Regions from separate parts of the Rattus norvegicus genome. Here region 1 is linked to region 2. A link is a contact called in public Hi-C data. All regions are on one chromosome and are shown on one strand. Each heading gives the region's core, a stretch centred on a gene start, on an enhancer-like site or on the middle of the called end of the contact. The rest is flanking DNA. Distances are from core to core; before and after follow the strand shown.

Region 1 (5,883 bases), core at 2,425-4,924, 120 kb before region 2:
GGAAATGAAATTTCCATTGATCCAGACTACGTTGAATGCACTAGTCATGGGCAGGTCTCCCGTTTTCTTGTACTAGACAGTTTAAGGCTGGCACTGCATGTGACTCGCTCTAATAGGATAAAAGTGAAAGAGACTTAGCTCCCCAAGGTTTTGAATATTTAGTTTCAAATTAGCTGTGTAAGTATTTTTCAAAGGCCTCCTAGAGGACCTGAAAACACAAATATTTCCCAAGGCTTCTTAAGTATTTAACGGCATTAAAAAACACTCAAAATATTACCCAGCCTTTTCCTCCCACCCACATGCTCTCCCCAAGAAGAGAGAAGAAGCCAACGTCCTTGGCATAACAATCATATCTGGGTGGGCACCACTGGCTAATTATAACACAATGGGCTATTTCCAGCTTCCTAAAAATAAGGGAAGACTCATCAAGTGCTGGGAATGGTTGTGCAAGGGTACCACATGCACCATATGACACCCACAAGAAATACACGTGGAAAACATTTCAATCACACAGAAAGCGGAGAGGACGAGGACAAACAAGTTAAATAGAAGTGTGCGCGGGAGTGACCTAACTCGCCCTAACTTCCAATGATGCTGGTGTGACCTCTTCTGTGTCAGTTCATCTTGAAGGAGACAATGTCAGGCAGGCTTGTACATGGACAAAGACAATAAACAGACAGACAGACAAACAAAAGTTTTAAACAAGTACTCAATATGTAGTCCAAGCTGGCCTTGAACTCTGCATCCTTCTGCATCTGCCTCCCAAGCTCTGGGAGCATGCATGCTATGCCTGGGCCCTAAATAACATCCTTTTAAAAAGTGTTTGATAAAACATGGTTGTATCCTTTAAATTGAAGCCATTTGGATTTCATCAAAGTATGAGGCTCAAAAATATCCAATGGTAGGGACAAAAAGCTATTTTAAAATCAATTCTGGAGTTAAAAATAAGTTTTACTTGTGGTAAAACATGGGATACGGAGAGGAATGAGGAGACAGGACTTAGAGCAGCCAGGGACTGTGTGAGTGGAGAGGCTACTGTGCCTCTCTGGTGGGAATCAGACTCTTCCCATAAACTGAAGGGTGCCGTCAGATGGTTTCTCAGGCCTTCTGTAGCTCTATCAGCTCAGGATTCTTGTTACAACTAAACGCTTCGAGCCATACTGTACTGTACCAACACAGAGAACCTCACCGGTACCTGCTGGCTACAGGTAGAAAAGGCTGGAGCGGCAGCTGCCTAATCCCTTGACAATTTCACTGGTAAGCTTCATCCACTAGTCCCTGATTCATGTAACCCTAGCATTCATAACCACAGATTCTCACTCCTCCTGCCTTCTCTGGGCCCGTCAGCTCCCACTCTCCCTCTCCTCAGTCTTCCTCTGACCTCTTTCTAGCTGCCTGGCTGGCTGGCTGGCTCACTGCTATGCAACATGCAGATGGCATCGGGTGGAGCCTTCTCACCGCTCTTCTCCCAAAGTCTGTGCCAACATACTCCTCTCCTCCATGTCTGTAGCAACCTGACTCTTCTGCCAACCCAAATCAACATCAAATAATGCCACGTCTCTGCTCAAATCCCTGTGAGCCTCTTTCCACACAGGGACAAAGTCCACATGGGAGTCATGGAGGTCCTCCCTGTCCTGATTTCTGTCTCCTCACCACCCATTCCTCCTTGCTTCTTCTGATGTTCTTGGCGGAGATCTGAGAAGAGACCCAGCAAGCCACAATATCAGGACTTGGCGTTGGTATTACGTGCAGCTGGTAGGTCATTTCCCACGTCCGAAGGCACCCTACTTTGCTCCATTCAAGTCTGTTCAGAATCTTCTTCAAAGAGCCCCTCTTTAGCTACGCCATATAAAATCACACATCTGCAAACCACGCTGTACTCTCCTCACATCATGCCCCCCATTCTCCAAAGCGATTATTAACCCGTGAGAGACCACCTATGCACTCACTGTCACCCTGCATTATACTGCAAGTCCACAATGGTGGGACTTCATAGGTTCTGTGCACTGCTTCAGTCAACCCTGGGGTCTTTGACAGGTGTAGGTACACATCTATTCAATGTTCTGAGTCATTTCTCTGTTGTTAACCACTTAAGGAAAAGTTGGTGAAAATTTGGTATCATTAAGGAACAAATTAAGCATTATAAATATAAGTGGTCTATATACCCTTGCCAGCTGTGGATGGCTCAATTGGGAAGTGAAGGCAGAGGCACATATGGCCAGAGAAAGGTAGGTAGAAACCGAAGAGCAGCCCAAACCCAGGCAGAGATGCTGTATTTCTGACAGGCATTGCCCCTGACGGCAATAATCCAATGCTCTCACACTTCAGAGGCCAATTTCCTTCTGGTGATTTCTCCCTATTCATCCTGAGTGGGCAGACTCACATAAGTCATGGTGATTTAGATTCAGTCAATCAGTTTTCTGTTAGCAGGACAACTCCAGTGGGCCCATGAAGGGCCGTTTTCATGCTTGGGGTTCCATTTACTGTTGGACAATTATGGGAAAGAGAACCAGCATTCCGACCCTGGAGACTAAACACAACCTCCTAAAGGATGCTAAGGACACACACGTTTAGCAAAACTCACAGCAGAGAATCTTGTTTATGAGGAACAATGTCAGAATGTGCTCCTGTGGGTCACGTCTTAAGTGGCCATGTCTTCTCTTATTAGTCTCTATGTGAGGAGAGCCACACTAATCTTTGTTATAAATGTATTTGAAGTGAACAGTATTAAGCAGGGCAGAACGTAGAGCATTAGAGGCCATGGCACATCCTCTTTCTGTTTGGTAAGCGATGAGCACTGCCCCAGGCTAGGATGACTGCAGTGAGGCAGGTCCTCCTTCCACACGGTTGATGGGAATGAACCTCGGCAAATCTCCTGGGGGTGCAGGTGACCCAAAGTTATCAGGAGACTGAGGAGTGATGATAACCTGTGACCTAGTGATTCCAGTTCTAGGACTTTATCCTAAGGAAGTAATCAAAGATAAGAACAAAGATTTATAACAAGGATGTTCAAAATTTGGAAACAAATATACAAAAATAGAAAAGTGCCTAAATAAATAATAGTAAGTCTTAGAATATAACTTATATGCTAAAATAAATTCTTATAAACAAATTCTGACATAAAGGTTAATTTGTATCTGAACCCATGTGTTTATTTGTATATATGTATTTATTATATATCTATTTATGGTGACTCTCTTTGGGTGATGGGATTAAATAGCTGAAGTTGATTAAAAGTTTTATCTGCATGATTTCTACCATAAACAGGTACTTCTTAACATGGAACAGTTATGTCGGTTTAAGTATAAATGGACGAGTCACAGGATCAGGAGAAGGCCAGGACTCACAATCCCATTTGGATTCAAAGAGGCTGCAAGACCTCGCTGCTGCTAAATGTGACTGTACCCGTGTCACTAAGACCCTCTTCCTATCAGGCACAGAGTTCTTACCAAGAGGCCAGTCTGAGAGATGTACAGCATGCAGAGGTGCCCCGAGGCACAGCCCCATCTTCCTGGTGGTTTTCTGGTCATCGTTCTAATTTAATTTAGATGGATATGGTAGGACTTCCCTTGGCATCCCAAGCAATCCCCATTACTGCTCTGAGGAACAAGCTGCTCAGAGACTAAAGGTTCAGGCACAGAGAGCTCTGCTGCATTTTTGTTATTTGGCTCATGAAACTATAAAAGTCTGGTGAGTCAACAGAGAGGCTCCAAACACAGAGGTCAGTGCTGGGCTACTGATCTTGCTGACCCCACCTCAGAGCCAAGAACTGCAGTGCAGCCTTCTCCTCCCACACTAAAACCATTAGCCAGCAGCTCCTCCTGCCTCATTCTTTTACAGCTCTGTTTTGAATAGGTAATGGCTCTTCCGGTGCCCACACACTAAATTAGCATGTCACTCCATGACGTTTCTTTACTGTAAAGGCCTTTCATGTATCTGCAACAGTGCCCTGCTTGTTAGTGCTAATTCACATTAATTGGATGATACCCTCTTTGAAATCAGACTGTGATCCCTGAAAGTCCTAAGGTCTAGTGTGGTTGTGGAAGCCAGTTTATACACATCTGGTGACTTAATAGGTCCCTGTTTTAGGCAACAGGCAAGCTACTCTAAGCCTTGCTCAGCCACGTTTTATAAATGTTTTCAGACACAGGGCAAGCTTAGGGAACTGTCAGTACTGCTCTGTCTTTTTCTTTTCCCTTGTCTCAAGTTTATTTGTAAAAACAGCATAGGACACTGGCCATCTGCACATAGTGTGTAGGTAGGTGTGTCACAGCAGTCCGTCTGTCTTCACACTAGCAGGAGCCTGTTCTATGGGGCCTTCCCAGGGGCCTGGGCACCCTTGGGAGCCTGAGCTGGAGCTGAAGCCTGGGCCTTAGCTGGAGCTGTGGCCTCTGCCTTGGTTTGAACCTTGGGCTTTGGTTGGCAGAGCTTTGAGCCTTGGCCATGTGGCTTCGAATAGGCTTCCCAAGCTTGGGGTAAGCAATGAAAGCCAGATGGCTGAGTTTGTAGCTGGAGCCCTTTGGCATCTTAGGCTTGATGGCCTGAGGCTTCATAAGGGCCTTGATGGCCTCTGCTCGTGCACTCACGGCCTTGGCATTGTTGGCCTGGATCTTCTTCAGGCCTTTCCTTGTACTTCCTGGCAAAGCGCATGTTCCTCAGTCAGGAACTTGGGGTCAACCCCTTAAGAGATTTGTATCTTTGTGATCAGGGTTTCTTGATGTCATTTCTGGACCATTTGTGGGACTGGCTGTATGTAGTGTGTTTCTTAGACTGTCTTTGTAATTCCCCATCTACAAGCTACTAAATCTGCTGACTCCAATATGCTTTACAGGCTGAGGTAGTAATGTGCTTGTTGGTGTGTTTAAAGACCCGAACTCAAATCCTAGCATGGGAAAAAGAGAAAACAGAAACAAAGCAAAGCCCCAAGAGCAATGTGCATGTCTTTTGATAAATTCCTATAGCTCCTGGCCTGAAACAAGGCTCTCCGGGAGATGCCTCCAGATCTCTAGAAACCAGGTAGCTGTTCCACAGGGTGCTACAGTTCTCCTCCTCCTGAGCCCCCTGGGAGACCATGGATCCCAGCCAGTTTTACTTATATATTATGTACATATATACTACATTATGTATGTACACACATATATGTAACAATAACAGTTAAAGAAAATGAAGCTATGAATTTGAGGTTGAGTAAGTAGGTGGGAAACACAGGAGAAGAGGGAAGAGGGGAAATAATGTAATTTCTATATAATATAAATTATATAAATTATATTTTAATAAAAATAAAATAAAAATTTTACATACACACACACACACACACACACACACACACACACATACGAGAAATGGCTTAGCACTTAAGAACACTGGCTGCTTTCCCAGAGATCATGGGTTTAAGTCCTAGAACCCACATGGTAGCTCACAATTGTCTGTGATTCTAGTCCTAGAGTAGTTGACACCCTTTTCTGGCTGCTACAGGCAATAACTATACAAGTGTTGAACAGAGAAACATACAGGTAAAAGAATTATACACATAAAAATAAATAATTAAAACTATGTATATATGTGTGCTTATGTACAGCCATGTACAAATGTATACAGGTATTACTGGAAGCCAGAGGCGTTACCCAGGAGCTGCAGTTTCTGCCACAGGTACTGGAAACCAAAATCAGAAGTATGATCTTAAGAACCAAGCCATATCTACAGTCCTATGATAGAGGTTTTTTAAAAGTCCTATATATAGTGCTTAGATCAGTGGCTCTCAATCTGTGGGTCATGACCCATCTAGGGGTTGAACAACCTTTTTACAGGGGTTGTCAAGGGAGGGAAGTAACCACAGATACATTACAATTCATAACAGTAGGAAAATTAGGGGTTGGGGATTTA
Region 2 (5,981 bases), core at 2,664-5,163:
AGACACTCAAGGCTGATGTGCATATTTGTTATACAGAAACAGACCTATAGGATAAGGGCACACCGTGGGAGCAAAACAAAATGAAAAAATGCTCTAAGAAGAGAGGTGTTGTGGTCCTACATCCATCATTTAAACGTATGCAGTTCACTAACTTGGATTGAAGATTAATCAAAATAGTCTATAGGTCAATGGTCAGGGTTATTTAATCATCAAGAAAAACTGGCTTAATTAGCCATATAGATTGTCTTTTCTGGAAACCCTCACATTGCCCGTGAAGGGAACTTTAGAGACTAAACAACCAAGAACAGTTACTTTTGTGCTGCGTGGGACTTAGTTTCTCGGCTCTCAGCTCAAGCGGAAAAGAGAAGTAAAGTAAGCGCAGAGCAGGACACTCCTGATGACAGAATGAGAGGCTGAGCGTCCTTTAACTCCACTGAGCCGGCTTGAAGTAAATATTCTTACAGACTCCATTCTATAGCACTGAGTAGCTCATAGTGAAAATTAACAGTGTTGCCCGCTCCCCAACCCCCCACCAAACCCCTTTCTTCTTGAGTGGGTTCCCACTTCACAGAGGAAACTGCTGTCTGCTGGGCATTGGTTTTGGCTGCTTTTGGAAGCTCCTTATCAAGTCATTTGATAACATGCCATACTGCTTCTGTGGCAAACAACTTTCTTTTGCCTTTATCTTTCTTTCCTCTGTACTAGGTAAGAATACAACAGCCGGACAGACACAACACACGCATAGCACACTTCAAACACCGACCCCAGCTGGACCTTTGTTTCTTCTTTCATCAGCTACAGAGTACAACTCTGGTGTCACGGGTGTGGAGAGCGCTTCCCTTTCCCTTCCTCTCTCCTCCTCAGTTCTTCCACCACCAGGTTTCCCTACGCCTTTGGGATTTTTTGTTGTTGTGTTCAGTGTTTACCTCGATTATGTAAGCAAAGAAGAACTCACTCCTGTCAATCACAACCTCTTCAGACCTTATAGATATACAAGTTACTGCCAGTGGTACACTGCTGCTTGCTTTAGAGACCATTATTCATTATAAAATCCATGGTAACTTCATAGATTTTCTTTCCCACATATATCAATGGGCATGGGTCAAATTTCTCAAATTACTAAATTTTACTCAATTAAGAAATTAGTAGCAATAAGCAGTTAAGATTTGTTTCCTTCAGTACAAGTTCAGTTTATATTCAAAACTGGAGGCCTTTCATGGTAGGACTCCATAGTGGCAGTATGGGAACATACCAGGAAGTATCAAAAAGACGCAGGGCATTTCAGTCACATGAAGGGACAGATAATAAACTACCTTTGGATGACAGGACCCATCCATATTCTTACGTCTTCCAGTCTGGGTATCAGCCTCCCAGACCAAAGATTATAGGTCAATTCCCTACCTGAATGACCGGTGCACAAGTAGCCTTGCTTCCCATCCTCAGAGACCAAGAGTTCATCTTGTGTTCCGAACCTCTCATCTGTGCAGAGAGAGCTGCTGAGGAAAAAGTCCAAGGCTCTCATGAGAGCAGGCTAGACACTCATGGGTTTACGGGTAGTGCTTTAGAAGATTCCAGATGGCGTTAGAAGTGAAAGGCTCAACATGGACTGTGTGGTGGTTGAGCAGGTATGGAGCTTGGGCTCAGGAGCCAGAAGAGCTGGCCCCAGTAATCAGTGCCACTCGCAGTGGCTGAGCATATACCTGAACTCGGAACCTCAGCTTCATCATTCCAAAACTGGGGTTGCTGCACCGTAAAGACATGCATAAGACACCTCGTCTGATACAGTGTATATAAGCTGGATATATGAGGTCAATAATACGACCAACATACACTGCACAGGTGTATGAAATTCTCAAAAACAATAAGAATGTTATAATAAAAATTTCAAAGATGATACCCAGTAAACTTCTCATTAGTATTAGTGGCGTGGTACTGCTCAGAGCCTCCCTTTGAGTCCGCCTGCTCTCTGATGTTAGACCTGACCAGAATTTTCATTTCTGCTCACCGGCTGAAGTCAGAGGAGTGGCTTCTTGCCATCAAAGTCAACAACAGGCCTGGTAGACAAAGAGAACGGGAGGACCCTTCTATGGGTGTGCAGTCTATGGCATTCAACTCCACACTCTTGTGGGTCCTGGTTTCATGTTTTGTCAGTCACAACCTTTCACTGTGTTCCTTCTTATAGCAGCCCCTATTTTAAAGGTGCTTTCCAAATAACCTTATGTTTGGACTGAGCTAAAAATGGTAAAAACAGATGTGCTAGCTGTCTTCCAGGAAGGCTGGAGAGATCCTAAGGAGAGTGGATTCAGCGTCACCTGGATTGGACCCATAAAACAGTAGCTACTATTAACAAGCCCAAAAGAAAAAAGAAAATTTGATTTTTAGGGCCCTGTTGGAGATATTTAGGCAAAGGAAAGTGTATTTATGTGGAAAGTTTCAAGGCATTCCAAATGAGATAAAGCGAAATGAGAAGAACACAGACGTGCAGCTCCTGGACCTCAGCTCGCCATATGTGAAGTATCAAATAAATAGCTTTCTAATCTCAAATGCTAATCTCTCCTTTCAGCCTTCCTCATTTTATGGGACCAAATATTTCAAGCCTCATCTGGGTTCTATTACAATCTCAAAGACAACATGATATCTAGGAAAGCGTTTGTATGTAAAAATCATTTAAACTCAGGCAGTGGTGTAAGTTGATGTGGACTCCATTACCCTAGATTTCATATAATTATATTCCTTTTCCTTTAACTCCAAAAATGATCATTTTCTCCTTTGGCACAGAGTTTCCTTGGCTCTAGGTTTGATGCCAATGGAGTCTCACTGTGAAAACAGATTAGAAGTAGGAGGTCTGGTCAGTCTTCACAATGCTACATTCTAATCAGGCCGAGCCGCGGAGAGGGCCGCTGTGGGCACGCTGGCTGCTCTTCAAACAACAGCGCATGCTGTCCATTTCACTCACAATGAAAAAGCTCTTCGGGAGATTTCGATAACGGCTCCCCTCCTACTCAGAGCCCACATTTGTAATGTTTATATAAGTGGGGGTTATAAATCTTTCTCCAATAGACCCCATGGTTTCTAAGGCAGACTTCTTGTTATAAACTGCCTGTTTCCGGTTTGCCTGCCTAAGCAAGGCAGGCAAAGCCAGTTTGCCAGAGACTGGAACTAATTTAATGTGCTCCAGGTTTAAGCCCCTAGCCTGTGTGCCTTTACAGGGAGATTTTACACAGTGGATTACAGCTGACTTTAACAATGATTCATACGATAAGTGGCTTTCGATTTGTTTTTTAATGTCCGAAAGTATGCATTTGCAGAGGACATGTCATCAAAATTATTAAGGGAAAAAAAAGGAATTCAACTTTTCATCAAAATAAAAAGTGTAAATGGTATTGGTGCCAAGGGCTCCTGCACGTGAATTTGTGTTCTACTACAGAAAATAAGACAAAGTTGGTTATAGACAGTTAAGCCTGGGTGAGTTCCAAGATAGGATGATTGGTTAAATTGATACATTTTACCTCAAGGTTTGGTCCTGTTATTAAAAATACTAAAGCTACCATGAAAATGGACAAATGCCCTGTTCTATCCAGCCTCAAAGATATCCTGTGTGCTTTTTTTCAAAGATGCAACATTCCTTGAGACAAGCGCTAATTGAAACAAAAGCACATTCACAAACCTCCAGGACCATCCATCAGGGGAAAAAAACCGTGTCATCTGTTAACTCAGCAGCAGCCCCAGCTTAAGAAAGCAAACTGCAGCACAGAAGGCATGGTTATACTATTGTTTGAGTGTTTGTGCTGAGGGGCCCACACTGCTCTCCACGATACTTTTAAAATATCAAATGTAAGAAGATAGGCTCGTCCCCAAGCTGTTGGTTTCTTCCATCCCCCACTCCCGCCGCCCCCAAGTTCCTTTCAAAGGGATCGGCAACGTCGTACAGTAGGGGGCAGTGTTGCACCACCTTGCTCTCACTTGGACAGCATCAAGGCCAGACCAAAGGAAAACAGCCCATTATTCTTCATTATGCCTTAACCACCCCGGCCTAATTACCCTAATTTATTACAAAATTTCAGAGTTTTCCCTTGTAGCCTAACCTGCTTTCTCACCACCTACATACCATATTGAGATGTTTTAAATGATAGAAAAACTAATGTTTTTAATAACAAAACCAAATCTACCCAAATATCCGAGACAAGGCTGATTGCTGTTTAGCCGTTGTTGATGGAGAACTATTTGTTGAATGTCATATTTCAAAAGCATGAAGACTTTTACAATTGCAAATATCCAGATGTTCTTTATTGAAAATATAATATCACATTGGGAGATGGCTAAAAAAAAAAGAATGAATATTTTATCTTGGTCTAAAATGAAATGCAGAGTTGGTTTATAAAACACAAGTCAATGCGACCCATGCTAATTACATAATATTTAAAATATGGAATAAGAAAATATTTACAAGTACAAAAATGTCTTCATATCTTCCAGAAATAACCTTTGTCTTTCCATCTGCCTGGATGGCTCTCACTGGCCTGCTGGGAACTAACGCCCACACTGCACGCTGGCTTCCCGCTCGCTTCCCGGCGCTTACACTGCTTTGGAGCTGTGAGTGGGTGCGAGGAGAGGCTAAGCCTTTCCTGGGTCCCAAATAAAACGTGTCCATATATCATAGCAATTTTATCTACATACACAGTGGTGATCCAAGTACATTTCAAGGTTAATAAAATAATAATTCATTATTTGACTTAAAAAGAGAGAAAGAGCAGGAGCTAGAAAGGCGGCTCAGCCGTTGAGAGAACTCACTGCTCTCACAGAGGACCCAAGTTCCTCCCTCTGCATCTGCATCAGCCATCTCAAAACCACCTGCACCTCTAGTGTCGGGTGGGGCCGCGCCCTCTTCTGCGCTTTGCAGGCAACTGCGAGCATGTAGAACATAAACTCATGCAGACTATACACAGACAGACAGAGAAGGTTTAAACAAATAAAATAGAATCAAGACTCCCAGTCTTTGCGATTCTTTATCTTTGTCTTCAATTTCAACTTGTTTTTTTTCCACTTGTGTTAAGAAATGTTAAATTTAAAAAAACTTTTACAATTTCACAATTCCACTGGAAAACATTAAAATCATGCCTTTAGAGACATACAAATTAATGGTTTAAAATGTACAAAGGGACTGTAAGAATACAAAATATTTTTTGAAATTCCGTAAGCCAGCAAAAGTCCATAGAATCATATTTAAATGCAATAGATTTTAAGCTTTGGTACTTTGTTACGTTGTGGTTCATTACGCAGCTCATTTCTTTGTTTTATGCTCTCCAGGCGTGTGCGTGTGTGTGTGTGTGTGTACGTGTACGTGCATACACAGTGTGTGCTTAGTGCTTCTATGAGACCCTCCTCCATGTGTGCTGTACCTTTCACCAAAGCTTTTGCAGTGGGGAGGGGCTCGTTTTCAAGACTTAACAGAAACACTGCCCCTATAATTACAACAAAATTTCCTTCAAATTGAGCTAAACATTTGAGCTGCCAGATGGGACATAATTCTTCATAATTATTGCAAAAAGAGGGCCTGTGACAGTTGCAACAGAGTAATTGGCTAATGGGAGAGCAGCAGGTATGCATTTTCCCAAAACATCTGTTTGAAACTCTGGGCCATTTGGAGAGTACCTAGAAAGTCCCATCTTCTAATTAGTTTCTCGCCAACCCGAACCTCACTGGCACGGCTGTTGGAGTAGGTGAGGGTCAGGTTCTCCTGTAGTCAGGCTGATGAAAGCACCCCACCCTCTAAAAGCATGGGCTGATTTCATCTCGCAGTATGGGCTCTGAGATGGAAAAGGAGAGAGCATTTTCTCCTAAGAAGAGCGCGCTTTCTTCATTATTTCAGCCATTCCCTGTCAAAAGCATCGCTGCATACTACAGTGCTCACTTCTCGTCTCTCTTCCTTTATACTTATGATGACAAATGAAGAGATGACGAGAAACAATAAGGAATGAACT

What was found. A called contact is a pair of places that touch in the nucleus more often than the background predicts.
Region 1: a Hi-C map of Schwann cells shows a contact between it and region 2, with 10 times the contacts expected there. The contact joins two enhancer-like sites. A contact is called at or near these places in 9 of 12 Hi-C or Micro-C datasets (the A7r5 cell line, the Rat2 cell line, Schwann cells and 6 more) and 1 of 1 datasets of contacts at active chromatin or transcription factors (oligodendrocytes).

What each region holds. Positions count from the first base shown.
Region 1 is chr14:34,237,557-34,243,439 of GRCr8, reverse strand. All of the region lies in intron 5 of Scfd2 (sec1 family domain containing 2), which reads right to left. Among named protein-coding and RNA genes, the nearest start is that of Rasl11b, 130 kb to the left of the region's middle. Within about 2 kb of position 3,674, at least 7 of the 93 cell types and tissues checked have an H3K27ac peak or open chromatin away from gene starts, as enhancers often do. A contact at or near this core is called in Schwann cells, where this site is marked.
Region 2 is chr14:34,114,278-34,120,258 of GRCr8, reverse strand. All of the region lies in intron 4 of Scfd2 (sec1 family domain containing 2), which reads right to left. Among named protein-coding and RNA genes, the nearest start is that of Scfd2, 80 kb to the right of the region's middle. Within about 2 kb of position 3,913, at least 27 of the 93 cell types and tissues checked have an H3K27ac peak or open chromatin away from gene starts, as enhancers often do. A contact at or near this core is called in Schwann cells, where this site is marked.